Regions from separate parts of the Oryzias latipes genome. Here region 1 is linked to region 2. Evidence: chromatin contacts called from public Hi-C data. All regions are on one chromosome and are shown on one strand. The core of a region is the stretch at or near the end of the contact, and the rest is flanking DNA. Distances in the headings are between cores, read along the strand shown. Region 1 overlaps atad2b (ATPase family AAA domain-containing protein 2B). Region 2 holds the start of klhl29 (kelch-like protein 29).

Region 1 (4,977 bases), core at 1,921-4,420, 300 kb before region 2:
ACAGAGGACTGGTAAGACGTTGTACAAAGAATTCATAAAATGGACATAATGTCTCTTTCTCTACAAATACAACTGGATGTTTTAACACTACTTGGTCTACATGGACAGAATATGGAATGCCTGTAAGATCCGACTTTACGCCAAGTTTCACTGGAATTGTGTCATAAATTTGTTTGAAAAAAAACAAACTGCAAGTACAGTTGATGGCGAAGCTTAAAATACAGAAATTTCCATCCACCTTTATAACATCTGCTCATAGTAAAGAAGTGGATCATAGCGGTAAATGAATGAAAATGCAAGTTCTGAGGATGTGGCCTAAAGAGGGTTTATTCACACTGACGCTGATCCTCAGTTTTTCCTCATTTTCCTAGCGCTGTCAGAGTTTCTGACAGTCAGGACTGTCACAATCTGGCAGATGAACATGCTTCGCTAGATCCTCGCCAGGCGCCCGGCTATATTTTCATCTTTCGGCAAGGACGGCGTTCACTGGCATTATTCAAAAGTAGCCGACCGCTGCGGATCGCATTACTGCGCCTCTCCCCAGCACACGCCTCTGCAGGCGTGTGCTGGGGCAGCAGATATTTTCCCCAGAAAGCCTTCATGGCCCCCTGTGACTGTAGGAGCGAACGCAGGCTGACATATTCAACAGTTCCTGGAGCTGCTGGTGCATTAGGGCATGTCTGTCTTCTGTGAAGAGGGCACCGCAGGTACTGTCATCCCACCGGCCATTTCCTCTGCAGCAGAGGTGGAAACACTGAATAATCTTGCAAACGTGTGATTTTACTACTGAAGCATGTTTAGGTTGTATTTGTTTTTTTTTCCTTTTCTGTCTGACACCAGTGAAGACGGTAACGTCACTAACGGTATCCTCTAACGCTTTACGCTACATGAACCGACTGGTTCCCAGCCTCTGTTTTGTTTTCAATGTGCAGAAAAAACAGAGTTTTGTCAGTGAAACGGAAAGACGGGGATATAGAAATCGGAGAAAGTGACTGATCTCCTTAATTTCAGGAGGCACAGATGGGATGTTTTATTGATCTGGACATCTCATCAAGTCTGCAAAGTGTGTCGTGAGGATGACAAACGGCCGCCGTCCTTTCACGACTGAAAGATGTGGACCGGACGTCATGGTGGTGCACCGTGACCGCTCTCCTGAAGTGTTTGATCACGTATAAATGTAGTTTACGCCATCAACAGTATCTGAGGAACTAGACTGAGTGAGGGGGACGTCATCCATAGAAAATGGCTCCAACCAAATAAAGTCAGTTCAGTCGCTTCTTTTTTTAGCGATACAGCCGCTGCCATGTTGGTGCCAGAAGTTAGCAGTGATTGGCCCGAGTTGGTCTGAGTTGTCGTTTCTATGGCAGCCACTCTCCCCAATCAGGAGTGAGTTAGTTGGAAGGCCACACCCCTACCACTTGTAAACGGGCTACACGGAATCTGTCAGAGGCCAGCAGGCTCCCCCGACTTTTATTGAGGCCTCTGATTGGTCAGTTTATAACTTGAAGAACTTAAACTACAGGGGAAGAAAACAGGATCAGCAAGAACATGTTAACAAGGTAGCAGAGCACTGACTAATACAGCGTTTCCTTGCTATGCTGCGGTTTATTTTTTGTATCCTCACACATTTTCAGTCAAGAATGCTTTCAGTTTACTAAATTTGCATTTCTGATCGCGATCAAATCTTTGTTTTCATTCTATAAAATTTTGGAACTTTGAAAATAAAGTCTATAAAGTGGTAGTCAGGGCTTTTACAGCCTTAAAACATCTGTAATCCTACTTTGTGAATTTCACATATCACCGGTTATTTAGGGAACGCGTCCCCCGCGAAAACGAGGCAACACTGTACACAAAATCCATCAAACATTTAGAACTGTGGACGTGGGGGCCAGCTGGATCATCTAATTGGTCTGCTCATAACCTGAATAACTTTCAGAAAAAAATATTGATTATCAAGAACGTCCAGTTCTCACATCCAGTCAACGGTTTATACTTTGGGTAGACATGGTGGGGGATGTACAGGAGAATGAACCAAACCTCCACGTGTGTCCGTCACATTAGATAACTGAGTCAGTGATGTTCCAGCAGGATGAAAGCGAGGAGGAAACGGGAGGTTTATGATCTAAAATGATTAGTTAAAGAGGAGTCAACCTCCTGCACTCCTGCAGACACAGTATCCCTCAGGCCTGCATGGATGTAGACATGAGATTCCACCATTAAAGGGAGAGTCGGGAGCTTTGATACAAATTAAAACAGGATAAATGCAGTTTTACAGCTCAAGAAGCTATTTGAAGTTCAGTGCTAAAAAAAATAAATAAAGGCTCTTCATTTTTCTTTCATCTATGCTGGGGATTTGAATGCAAAGTACTAAATAGGTGTTCCTCATTTCGATCCTGTGAATAATCTGTTTCAAAGTCTCTTTTAGTTTCCTCACATCTGCACGTCCTTTCTGAGAACATTAGTGGTCATTGTGTGTGTAATAGTTTTGTGTTATTTCTCCTTCAGTGGTTTAGAAACGGCTGAAAGCCCCACAGGGGCTGATGGAAGTTCAGGATAACCTTTTTGTTGCTTATGTTTTCTGAAGCAAAGATACATTATTGTTCCTCCTTTGCATTTTCCCTCCCTTAAATACAGACTATTTTGTTTGTAGAAGACCAATAGTTGCATTTCAGCCACAAATTCTGAGATCTCCTGTAAAAGAGGCATGCTAAGACCTGATCTTTAACAGAAGTTAGTTTTTTTTTCACAGTAAAATGCAGTCTGAATTAAAGATTCATTCGGGGTTTAGTGTTAAAGCACTGACGATTGCATCTGTACTCACAGTTTTGTGCGACGGAGATGACAGCAGGGATTTCGTGTTACTGCAAAATTGTCCATAGATGTCACAGGTCTGATTTATTTATTTAATACTTTTCTCCATTTGGATAGCGAGCTCCTGAGGCTTGGGGCTGAGAAGCGTTTGATTCTTTTTGTGCGGCGCTCTGACAGGAGTGTGCGGTTGAAGCTGGGAAATGCCTGCCTCTGCATTAATCTTGTAGAAGTTGAGGAGTTCTTCTAATTATAACAAAGTGCAGTGGTATTCTCTCTTGCTTCCTCCCATCCCCATCAGCATATCTCTTGTCTGCCTCTTCATGCTCCAACACTCCTCATGCATTATTTAAGAGCTGACTATGACGAGTCATTTGCTGCCATTCCGACTCACCTTTCCCTCCCCCAGGAGCACACTTTATAGCTTCAGTGCTGATAGCTGACCCCGGGAAGACCTTTTTTCTTGCACTGTTGATTGATTGTTTTGATTTGTGTGATCGGAATGTCCGATCGTGGAAGGTTTGCATTTTAAGTCTTTTTATGCATATGACTTGGTGTTTGAGGAAAAACAAGCTGTTTTAATGAAGACTTCTCTGGAAAACCTTCATTAATAAAAGCTTCTGTGATGAAATTGAGCAACGGCAGGACTAAAAACCTGGTTCTGCCTCGACGACGACGACTGCAACCACGGATTCAGACCAACGTTTTTGATCACGTGAGCTTTTTGCCTCACAAAATATGATGCCACTGAAATACCCATGATGCCTGGCCTGGTTTCTGGAGCTTTGTTTTTGCTCCTTTTCCACCTAAATCGCGAGTATAGCCGAGCAACTATCCACGTTGGAGTCACACCTGAGATCTGGCCGTCTCTTGCACAGGATGCCCCACTGTCTGCAACCTTCAGATAAGATCTGGAGGAATAAAAAATGAAAGCTACTTCCTACCTTAAAATAATCTCTGGCTGCAGTCCCTGTTCCCTTTTGAGAGCGGCTCTTACTCAAACTGGCTTCCCGATAGCCTTTGAGCATCCAGCTGGCCAGGCCTCCCCCAATTCTTTCAAAGTCTCTGGACTCTGCAACCCCTCTTTTTCTTTTTCTTTCTTTTTTTTTTTTGTAAAGTGCCTTTTTTGTGCTTGGAAAACACAACTGGAAGCCATCTATCAGCTCTCCAAAGAGATGGCGCTCCTAGCTCATGCAGTCACTGCTGCTTTTGTATTATAAATGGAGAATGTAGTAAAAGTTTCAAGCCACTACAGCCGCATTATAGCGAGTATTTGAATAGGAAGGAGAAGATGGATTTCACTTTTGGAGTCGGGCAGATGCAACACGAGAATTTGATTCCTACTGACAGCTGTTGGAGTTAAAGTAAAGCAGCGGAGGGTTGAAACAAAGACGCAACGGCAGATAGAAAAAAAAAAACACCTTAAGGTTCACAAAGAAGCCAATAGGAAGATGAGCAGCATGTGATGATCAATAACAAAAAATGTTTTTTTTAAAACAATTGTTAATATCAAGACGTGTTTATGTAGATTTTATGATACTGGCGGAAGACCCTCATAGTTTTCTCTTCATCTTTTTTTTAAATGCCCTTTTATATAATAATGAGTGGAAAACAATGAATTTATCAGGCAGCTCTTTATAATTCTGATTAGGTATTTTGGATTGCAGGAAATTAGTTCCTTTGTTTAAGTTTCAAGGTGGAAGAAAAGCATCCAAAGCTGTTGGTGACAACTGCTAAAATCCTGAATTGGTCCACATGTTTATGATTCCGCTGAATATTTTGTAACTAAAAACCTTATTTTATTCCACAAAAATGTCACAATTACCTCGAAAGAAATGTAAAATTTGAACTTTGATGAACCAATATTGATTTTCTAATTTTTAATTATGATTATGTTGTTTTAGCCAAACTCAAAAAACCTGTTTTTTTTTAGGACATAGTTTCTGCAGAGCGGCAGGGGTTCATTAGAAATTCACATCCGACTTGTGGGCGGGACTGTTGGCAATCCCGTACCCTCATCCCTCCCTGTTTCTGAGAGCTCTCAGTTTACCCCCCCCCCCCCCCCCCCCCAAAAAAAAGCTGACTTTTTCAAACGACATTTATCCGTCTGATCATGATTCATTTAAATTAACAAATACTCAAAAAATGCTTTTTTTAATCTCAGTTTAT
Region 2 (5,093 bases), core at 158-2,657:
AAAACCTAAGAAACTACAACCCATCCCCATGAAGATCTGCCGAGCAAAGCAGGTGTTTGGAGCGCCATTGTTGCTGCTGGATGGTCATCCGCCTCCATCCAGACTGGTTACTCCAAACATATAGAGGGAGAGCGCAGGTATTGGGGAGAGGACTCCCTCCTCCAAATGGCTCCAGCTATGAAGCCTTACATCCCTGACCGCACAGCTCCCTGTCTGCACGCGGAAAGGAGGACTAAAGCCCTTAATCCCAGCCCTCATTTACGGTAGCCTGCTGGAGGAGAGCGCCCGCCTCCTGCTGCACATGCTCAGCCCGTTTCAGTAAACAACACCGGGAGCGCATCCATTCAGGAGAGGAAACGCAGCCGCGTCAGCCGGCTGCACATCTATTAATACAGAGGAGCCCACGCTGGTGGCAGAGCCTGTAAGCAGGCGTCTCTGCCAAGACCAGAGCGCAGACAAACGCAGGTGAACAGGGCGGCCGTGGTGCAGCGGTAGGGCGGTCGTCCCATGATCGTAAGGTTGCAGGTTCGATTCCCGCCTTGCATGCCCATGAGTCGAAGTGTCCTTGGGCAAGACACTGAACCCCACCTTGCCTCTGGTGGTAGGCGGGCGCCTGTGTTTGGCAGCGGAGCGACCACCAGTGTGAGACTGTGTGTGTGAATGTGTGTGTGACTGGGTGAATGGGTCTGTGACTGTAAAGCGCTTTGTCCTTGTAGGAAGAAAGGCGCTATATAAGTATACGCCATTTACCATTTACCAACTTTCTCTGGATGAAGATGGTGGGATTAAACTGACAGTCAGGTGTCACGTTTACCTGTCAAACTTAGGACAAATAAAGTTGTTTGCGTCTTTTTTTCTCAATAATGCATCATGCATACACTGTACAGAAAGTGTGCAAACATAGTTTTGATCATCACACGATTTGCCCTCTTTCAGGCTGCAGGAATGCGCCATCAGTCAGAGCCGAGAGTTAAAGCGTAGAGTTTGAAGCGCAGGAGCGCTTGCGCACAAACCGTTCGGTGCGCTCCGGTACTCCGCTCCGGACTGGCACTGGGACTGATCCTCTTTATCCTCATTCATTCAGAGGCGGAACTCCTGTCCGGCGACGCTGCGTGCGCGCGCTTACCTCTCCAGCCGCTCGCAGCCGCTGTTCCCTCCGCGTTTGTCCTTGTTTCGCCTCGGCGCTGCTTATGCCCGGATGCTGTCTTTATCCCGCAAAGACCGCAGACGCATTTTACAGCAGGGAGCGTGGCGCAGGGCTGTGCGTTTGGTCAGAGAGTGGCCTGACAGCGCGCGACTCCGCACGTCACCAAAACGCTGCGGACCGGGGGACTGACGCGTCTTTCTGCGCTCGGCGCGCGGCGGCAGATCCGGCTGTTCGGAAGGGCTGGCACACCGTGTGGCCACTTTACTCCCGATGCTGCTCCTCCCCTTTCACTTTGTTTTGCTGACAAGCCCTACAGCGCCTCCCACCAGTCACGGAGTGCAACTGCAGTCTCCTGCAGAACTGTAGTCCACGGAGCTTTCCTATCCGGGGGAGTCTGGATCAATAGCAGCCATCAGAGGAGTTGAGAAGTTCACAAATTTAAATAAACTATTCCAACTTTTTCATAAGCAGCTGGAAAAAATTAGAATGGAGGCACATTTACAAATAAGTTAGATTTTTACATTAATTTGTTGATAAATATCTTGAAAATAATTGTTTGCTGACTCCATGTAAAGACCAAAAGCCTCTACCTTCTGGTCAAATGCTGGTAATCACATTTAATTTGCATCAGCAAATGAAGCCTGATTAGGCAGCAATGAAAATCAGCATGGCTCCGGCGAGAAACAAGCAGCACAAAATCAATGCCTCTTTTGCTTTGACCTGCTTTTTTCCCATGAGCACTAGCAGTGGGATGCCGAAGAGCAAAGACATTAAGAAAAGGAGAAAAAGAAAAGATAGACGCTGATGTAGCTGTAAAGAGAATGTGGCTCCTCCACAGAGGACTTTCACGTTTGTTGGAGTAAACAGTTAATTATGCATGAATGCAGCAGATTTTCTTGTGTTAACATTCAGATGGTTCAGCCTTATCTCTGCATGCTCTGGAGATAACCTGCCTCCAATTAAGTCAGACAGGAAACTTTGGAGCAGCAGGAGGTCTTCTGTGAAGACTGTAACCTTGCAGACATTTCAACCAGTTGGTGGCGCTCACCCAATGGATGTTGTGAAGCAGCTGGTTTATGCTCCAGTTTTACCTGACCTGTGCTTTACCGCCATGGTTTTGACTTGCTCTTGTGTTGGTTACACGGTGAGACCATATTTGTGATACACCAAAGGGTAAATTGTTATAATATCTATGGTCAAACCCTTGAAGTTATTGCAGATGGAACCATTTTCATTGAGCTTGAGCCATGGTACTGCAATGATTTCTAATCAGAGCTTGTGTTTTAGTGATTTTCTTTAACCCAAAATGCACAATTTCTACACTTAAAGTCCACTTAGTCTTCACCCACCTGGGTGTGTAGAATTTGTTCTCTGCGGTTGACCTTTGTCCTTGTCAGGAGGGAAAAGGAAGTAGCATTGTTTCGTCTGATGATACCGTTACACCGGGCTTGGAAATGCGCGTTCGAATGACGCTTTCTATTGAGGGTCTAAAGGTACAACCACACTTCCAATGAAAAGTCTCTGTAAACACACATCAACCCTTTTTCCAGGCTTCTGCGTCCAGAACTCTCATGTTCACTCGTCGGTACACATGTTTTTTGCCGGCTATATGTACAAAACGAGGGTTCATTGATAGCGTGCTGGAAGTTCAACCGTTTTTGGCTGTTAAATCACAACATTGCTGAAATTTGACCAACAAGGGACTCAGTTTTGGGATTGACATGTAGGGAGGGTCCTTTTCAAAGCACAGTAGGGCCAACCATTGTGAACATGATGACAAAGGGAATGGTAAATGGCGTATACTCATATAGCGCTTTTCTACCTTCCTTGAAGGCCCAAAGTGCTTTACAGTCACAGTCCCAGTCACTCACACATTCACACGCTGCCGAACACTGCACCAACCTTCCACCAGAGGCAAGGTGGGGGTTCAGTGTCTTGCCCAAGGACACTTCGACTAATGGCGTGCAAGGCAGGAATCAAACCTGCAATCTTACGAACACAGATCGACTGCCCTACCGCTGCACCACGGAAATTAATAATTGCGGTTTCTGCTCGGCTGTCACCACAATCTTGGACATAACAGAATACAGCTGTGAAATGAAAAACCTTGAACAGGGTTTGTACCGCTTCGGCGTTATGTACCAAGCCTCTACCAACTGTAGGAGGCGGACAAGCGCTATTAAACAGTAGAAAAGCAGAAGAAGAAGAATCTCCCTCCCTGCTGCTCGCTGCGTGTGTGAACACCACGGGATTAATGCAGGTTCATGTAACCGCGCACAAAGCATTCTTGAAAACGCCAAATGCAGCCGGCGTGTAGGTACCTTAAGTAAAGGTACATACATGCATGTTTTGGGCTTCCGTGAACAAAATTCTCATGATCATGCATCGCTTTGCAAGTTTTTAAGTCCATTATTGGGCTCTACGAAAAAAACACTGTGCAATTAAATGCGCTCTGAAAATTAAACCAGTTGTACTTTGCACTAATCAGGGATTTGGTAGTGACGTGTTGGTAGTGTCCTTTTTAAAACACAGAAGTGCCAACCATTTGAAAATTGACTATGAACGAGAGAAATTAATAGCTGCGAATTGTACAGACAATTAAATGAAACATACTCTTTCATTGTGCAATAAACTTTAAAGTGTCTGTGATTACTATCTGACTTCTTGGTTCTTTTGTTATCAGACACGGGTTGTGTTTTAAGATGTCTGACATGTTTGACGGCCATGTTTGTCAGAGTCGTCATCAGATGGTAGCGTGTGACGTATAGGCATGTAATTATATATATGTATTGGTATGTTAAAAAAGAACCCGTGTCTGATAAAGAACCAAGACCTCAGTCGTGGTTTTTCATATTTTAGAATAGAACTGTGAAAGAAAGAGTCTGGAAAAAGGGTCACAATATTTGCACCAAGCCTTTTTCAACTGTGAGTTTGTGCGCTGGTATCGGGTGTCGGCACATCAGTGTGCACACCCTATGCTAAATGTGCGCACAAAGAGCATTCTTGAACGCGCCACACATGTCCGGTGTGTATACGTATCTTTAGGTTTTGGCAGTGAACTACACGGAATGATGGTCAGAACACAGGAATGAAGAGACCAGATCCCTTTCTGTGAATAATCCAGCTTTCACTGGCAGCTCACCTTGGATATTGCTTTAGAATTCGGTTACTGACTTAACATCTAAATATCAGCGCCGCGAAACTGAAGAACAAACAGATCTTTCACACATTAACGCTTCACCAAGTGGCAAACCAAGCTGAGTGGAGAACCTGACCTAGCCTGGTCAATCAAATATGCAGGTCATGGCATAGCAAAACGTCCCATCTCATAACTACCTAAATATAGCTCTAAACCTCTAGAACACCCTTGTTGCACAGTTGGGAACCATTTTTGGTGGTTCAACCAACACCGTCAAGAGGCTTTGGGTCCCATTTATAGAGTCTCTCGACTGCGGATTTGAACCCACGACCTACGATGCGATAAGATGGGACATAACATGGGATATGATGGGCTAAGGTAAAAAAAAACGATATAATAAGATATGTTAGGATATGCTAAGACACAACACATTACCACACGATAGGATGTTATGTGATACAATATGTTATGATACATAAAAAAACCCTACGATAAGACACGATACAATAAATGCAGTAAGATAAGTTACAGTGAGATACAGTACGATATGGTACGGTAAGATATAATAAGACGAGACACGACATGATATGATAAGAGAAATGTTGAGAGGAAACGATAGGATAAGATATTTTAAGATATGAAACGTCACGATACAATACAATACAAAAAGATATGATGCAACAAGAAAGGAGAAGATACAAGAATCTTATTCCAGGATAAGATCTTGATGACGGGGCAAAAAGGGGAAAAAATTGAAATGTGCAAAACACTTCAAGGAGAAAGAAAAATAAAATAAAGTTATACAAA

What was found. Hi-C and Micro-C count contacts between places; a contact is called where the count stands out from the background.
Region 1: a Hi-C map of embryo shows a contact between it and region 2, with 2.5 times the contacts expected there. The contact joins the enhancer-like site here to the promoter of klhl29 in region 2. A contact is called at or near these places in 3 of 5 Hi-C or Micro-C datasets (embryo and fibroblasts).

Annotation. Positions count from the first base shown.
Region 1 is chr24:2,919,109-2,924,085 of ASM223467v1, reverse strand. The region is part of intron 24 of atad2b (ATPase family AAA domain-containing protein 2B); the gene reads left to right. Among protein-coding and RNA genes, the nearest start is that of atad2b, 30 kb to the left of the region's middle. Within about 2 kb of position 3,170, at least 2 of the 8 cell types and tissues checked have an H3K27ac peak or open chromatin away from gene starts, as enhancers often do. A contact at or near this core is called in embryo, where this site is marked.
Region 2 is chr24:2,618,026-2,623,118 of ASM223467v1, reverse strand. It overlaps klhl29 (kelch-like protein 29), which reads right to left and starts at 1,407. Exons shown (of 15, transcript XM_011491437.3): 1 at 1,127-1,407.